Regions from separate parts of the Mus musculus genome. Here region 1 is linked to region 2. The links are chromatin contacts, called in public ChIA-PET maps. All regions are on one chromosome and are shown on one strand. Each heading gives the region's core, a stretch centred on a gene start, on an enhancer-like site or on the middle of the called end of the contact. The rest is flanking DNA. Distances are from core to core; before and after follow the strand shown.

Region 1 (2,700 bases), core at 189-2,688, 880 kb before region 2:
TCCCTCCAAGGCCTCTTCCCACTTCCTGTTTTTCCCCTGACTTTTTCTGTAACCCACTGAGTGTTATTACTGCCACCTGCTGGAGTACTGCCCACTCTTGTTTGCTTGATCTTGTGTAGATCTTGTGTTACCACAGCTGCTTCAAGTTCATATGTGACACAGCCATGCTATGACAAGAGCATGAATTTCACAGCATTCCTCTCCATCCTCCCACCCTCACATCCTTTTTGACTCCTCTTCTAGCTTCCAAATCAGTGGGGTTCTACAGAGCTGCTTCATTAACCCTTAGTTTTGGTTGCCCTGCTGCTGACAGTGGGTTTCATGACTTGTATTTTCATAGCTATAATCAGTTGTTTTTATTTTCTTTTCTGCATCTGTGTAGCTCATAGTTCATTTTGTTGTTGTAGATAGCTGAAAGCCTAGCTAACGTCCTAGCTAATGACTGATCATTTTATGTTGCTGAGAAACGAATCTGAGTTCAGCTTGGAGCTTGGTTTAGAGGTTTAACGGTAGCACAAGCTGCTGGTGGTATTTTCCTCTTTTAATCTGGACACTGGAGAGACAGAGGGAGGCAGATCATAGTGGGTTCTAGGCCCAGCCCTGGGCACATCATGAGTTCCAGGACAGCTAGAGTGAAACCCTGTCTCAAAATAAACCCAGAACAATAATGTTGGTGACGGTTGGTGACTGACAGGGATATTGGTAAAGATGAGGGTATTAAGACTAGGTTTCTTTTTCTTTTCTTTTTTTTTTTTTTCACTTCTCATCAAGGAGACTTCATTTTTATTTTTCACCTGTGTGATTTCCTTGCATGTATGTCTGTGTATCACATGCATGCATGATAATGGAGACCAGAAGAGACTGTCAGATACCCCTGGAACTGGACTTACAGGTGGCCGTAAACTGGTGCTACGTGTGCTTGGTGCAAGGAATGGAACCAGAGCCACTGGTTCACCTGAGCAGTGACCCAGGTGGTAAACAGAGTGTGACTTGTTTAAAGTCAATATAGAAAGCCAACCTGGAGAGTCAGATACCTGAGAACAAACAGGGTCTTATATACAAGGATACTAAAGATGATACAATTTGTATGCTTTAGGAACATCTGTAAAATGCTTTACATTTTTAAGTCTTATTTACTTGTACACATGCATGTGGAGGCCAAACAACTCCTTTTAGGAGTTTTCTCCTTCCAGCACATGAGATCTGAAGACTGAACTCAGTTTATCAAGTTTGGGGGCCAGCACTCACTCTATGGGCGATTTCTAAGCCCCTTTTATAATTCTGAAAAGGATTTTGGCATGCCACCATGTCAGCAGTCAATATGTAAAGTATTTTGGCATTTGTGTCCTTTTTAGTTTACAGTTAGTTTGTACCTAGAGTAAAGTTTAACACACTCTGCGAGCAGCCTGCACTTTTCACTGCTTTCCCAAAGGCTGGCAGATACCAACATGTTTGCTGAAACCGTTTCTCATTCCCTTAATAAATAACAGAGATTGCAATGGTTAGTGTTAATTGTCAATTTGACAAAATCTAGACTCCCCTGGGAGATGGACTCTGGGAGTGTCTGTAATGAATAATTATATCACTTCTTCTGGGAAGATCAGCACATAGTGACTGACATGCCTGTTACATGATCATGGTTCTGTAAACATGAGAACTGGGGAGTCAGGGTTCTTTCTTCCTTTTCTGTTTCCCGAGAGTGGGTGTGATGTGAGCATATACTTTAGACTCCTGCTGTGTTGATTGCCATGCTATCATGAACTGCACCTGGAACTGTGAGCTAAAATAAACCATTTCTTCCTTGAGTTGCAATTTTTTTCCAGTTTGTTTCATCATAGCAATGGAAAATAAAGTAAGAGATGTTGGCCACAAAATAGCCTGGGTTGTTCTGCTGCTGGGCAGTCATTGCTTTAGCTAATGGAGACAAAGAGTAGACAACAAAATGCTCCAAGGTAGAACAGTAGTTACTAACAAACTGTATTAGAGCACAGGAGAGCAGCCACTATAAAAACAGTATTTTCAAAACAACTCCAAGCCAGGCAGTGGTGGCGCACGCCTTTAGTCCCAGCACTTGGGAGGCAGAGGCAGGCGGATTTCTGAGTTTGAGGCTAGCCTGGTCTACAGAGTGAGTTCCAGGACAGCCAGGACTACACAGAGAAACCCTGTTTTGAAAAAAAATCTCCATAGGGTAATTCTAATATCAAAGAATCCCTTCTAATAAGCAAAAGGAACAGCAATGTGTCTTGCAAAAGCTAATTCCTAAAATGGCAGCATCTACCTTCCTTCTCTGGAAACAGAAGATATAATCCATCTCTCCTCCAGGGTTCTCATAATCCAGAACCGGAAATGATAAAGCTGCTTAGAGTGGGTAATTCCATAAAGAAAAGTAGGCCAGAACCTGAGATGGAGGGGGGACATTTGTGACAGCAGCCACACTTTCTCCCCCCTCTTCTCCTCCCTCCCTCTTTCTTCCTTTCTCTGTCTCCTCCACCTATGATCAACACACATCCAGAATCTTTTAATTGCTATTCAGAGCAAAAGGTCCCTTTATCCTTTAAAACATGTCTGTCAGTTTAAATATTTAAAAAAACAAACAAACAAACAAAATAGTTTCATCTATCTGTCTGTCTGTCTATCTATCTATCTATCTACCTATTTTTTTTTTTTTTTTTTTTTTTTGGAAAGCTGCAAATGCCAGAA
Region 2 (2,819 bases), core at 192-2,691:
ACTGGCTAAAATTGAAAATTCTGTCAGAACTTGATATGAGAGAGCCTTTGCCTAATTTACGAGTGGCCATGACATTGAGAACAGCAGAGCTGATGGAAAAGCCCTTTAAAATTTTAAATCAATGACTGGCGGCAATGATCACTCAGGTCAATAGAGTCCCTAAAACTATAACACACCATTCTGCATTTTCTGTTTAAAAAAATCCGCTTGATACAAAACCACTTTACCATGTTCTCTTTTGAGACCTTGGCTGGGAGTGCCAATAAGAGAAACTGTTGGTTCTAATTCCACCTGGTTATAAGCTCTCATCCTTCAGACATGACATTGCTCGTCCCCCTTTGTGGGCCCAATCAAGGGCCAAGGAATACATATAAACATTGTCTACATCTGGAATTTTGTTGTTCTTTTCACATAATTATTTGAAGTCTGTATTCGCTCAAGAAACAGCTGTTGAAGGTTGAGTGGGATATAAAATGGCACAGCCTGGAGACGCCCTTGTTCACTCAGTCATCTCCCTTCTGATGTGATCCCTGCTGGCAGGGTTGGCCAGTGAATTCAGCTTCTTTGACAGCTATCAGCACCACTGACTAGTGGTTTAGGGTGTCTTAGCGAGCGAGGGAAAGAGTAGGGAAGAATTCCATTAGTTCAGGGTTTTCCCCCTGCTGCTGGAGCAAAGCTTCTGCCAGCAGCCATTGAAATCAACACCATGCTCCTGTGCCCTTCTGACACAAATCACCCCAACATCTGGCTCCACTGTATGCTTCTTTCCGGGTCCTCGCTGGACAGTGCTTGCTGTGAATGCTTTCTCGAACTCTTTTTGATTTGTATGAAAACAAAAGGAAGCTTGTTTTACCCCATGTTTTGGATTTTTTTTTTTTAAATATTATTTCAAAAGAATAGTGGATCTGGTAAAATTCCTTCTTTCCCCCATTTTAATCATTTAAGTGGAACATTTTATATTATATTTGGCAGACAATACACACAAACACACACACACACACACACACACACACACACACACACACACGGATGCCATGTATGTAGAAGCATCTAGCCTGGAAAGCCCAGGCCTGTCTTTCTCGGTCAAACTTTAAAGAGTTAAGAAGAAACACTAACTGTTCTTGGGGTTTTGTGTTTACTCCAGGGTTCAGGTTGCTGTTCTCTCTCTCTCTCTCTCTCTCTCTCTCTCTCTCTCTCTCTCTCTCTCTCTCTCTTGACTTGCAAATCAACAGCAGCAAGGGCAGAAATGTCATGCATCTTCTTTCATCCAGGTTGGAAAATACAGGGCAGTTTGGGAATGTTGCATAATGTCAGGATATGTGTTAGAAAATATAATAAACCACCTTCACTCAGTTGGTAGCAGGAGTCAGACAGACAGCCTATCTTCGTGAGATGGCAAAGTATCCCTAGATATTGTTAGCTCATCTCCTCTGCCCTTTGTCCTCCAGGGTGGAGTTCAGATTCAACCAATAGGAATGCTTCTTCTGCTCCTGGCACCATCTTACAGGATGGGCAGACACAGACAAGGGCCCATCTCAGAGCTCAGCATCTAGATTGATAAGAAGGGAAATAAAAAGGTTTTAGGTTATAAAACTTCAAATTTCTGAATGTGTTTGGTATTCTCTAGGTATTGCCAATGCACAGTAGTGCTTATAGGTGAGTTTAACTTCAGTTACTCATAGGTATGATTGTAACAGAATTTTCACTTTACTACAAACCAGATGCCAAATCTTTAAGCGAAGATGTTAGACCATCACATTCTCCGGTACCTACCCCAGAACCTGCCATGCAGAGCCTGTTCCTACAGGGAAGCTGTGACTATCTTCTGTATCTACTATTCTACAAAACAATTGGCAAGTTTCTTTTATTTTCCTCTCCCTCAAAGAAACTGAAGCTGTAGATGAAACAGCCTTTTTCCCAGTGTGATATAACTCTGAGTAACTAAAACAAAAATTTATTTTATAGCATTTGTCACACATTTCAAAGCACTTTTACTAATCTGGTTCATTTTTCTCTTTACTCAACCTCATAAGTGATACGTGTACAACAAACAAGGAGTGGCTGAGCTCTCAAGTCCACAGTAACTGGGAGAGACTTAAGACCAGAATTCCACTAGCATTTAGGTAGTTTCTAATTTTAACTTCCATTTTCATGTTGTAAAATAAATCTCTCGGAGATGGGTCAATGCGCCCACAAATACTTCTCTGGGTGTTCTGAACAATAAACAAAATGCTAAAGTCTATAAATCTGAAAAGAATAGAGGCTTTACACTTGCGGTTTAGACAGTCACAGATCAAGCTTCATCTTGAATAAACAGGAGGAAGGTGGCAATGGGGAGGCCCTCCTGGGAGCAGCTAAAGAGGCTGCAGCTTAGGGAACCGGCTTCTCCTGGTCTTTTTCTCTGTCTCTCTGACTTGGAGCTAGTCATTTGAGTTCTGTGGGTCTCAGTGTTTTGTTGTTCAGCTGAAAAGGGATTGAAAATTAGATGGTAAAAATAATCTATATGCATTTGCCACCTTTTTCTTTGCAGTTAAAAATTTTCACATAATATCGCTTTTAACCAGGCTAAATATTTATTATGTTAAATGAAGTGTTCCTTGCAATCATTAGATTGTAGCTCCTGTAGAAGAGCCACGTAACTTGCTTTGGAAAGCATCGATTTGTGCAAACAGCCACTAGTCATGCCTCCATTAATGAAATAGATAGTGGATCTTCTTTTTTTAAATATGTATCACTCTTTTATTATCATACTCAGACTATCAGAATTATAACTTTCATTTACTGTATACTTTTTCATAAGTTAAGGATACAATCTAAAT

The links. ChIA-PET counts read pairs in DNA pulled down with a chosen protein or histone mark.
Region 1: a contact with region 2 is called in an H3K27ac ChIA-PET map of liver, with 10 times the contacts expected there. The contact joins two enhancer-like sites. A contact is called at or near these places in 5 of 39 promoter capture datasets (the C10 cell line, cranial neural crest, liver and 2 more), 6 of 484 Hi-C or Micro-C datasets (cranial neural crest, embryonic fibroblasts, embryonic stem cells and 2 more) and 1 of 115 datasets of contacts at active chromatin or transcription factors (liver).

What each region holds. Positions count from the first base shown.
Region 1 is chr3:19,043,514-19,046,213 of GRCm38.p6, reverse strand. No RefSeq gene overlaps it. Among named protein-coding and RNA genes, the nearest start is that of Armc1, 120 kb to the left of the region's middle. Within about 2 kb of position 1,438, at least 4 of the 459 cell types and tissues checked have an H3K27ac peak or open chromatin away from gene starts, as enhancers often do. A contact at or near this core is called in liver, where this site is marked.
Region 2 is chr3:18,158,808-18,161,626 of GRCm38.p6, reverse strand. All of the region lies in intron 1 of Cyp7b1 (cytochrome P450, family 7, subfamily b, polypeptide 1), which reads left to right. Among named protein-coding and RNA genes, the nearest start is that of Gm23686, 17 kb to the left of the region's middle. Within about 2 kb of position 1,441, at least 4 of the 459 cell types and tissues checked have an H3K27ac peak or open chromatin away from gene starts, as enhancers often do. A contact at or near this core is called in liver, where this site is marked.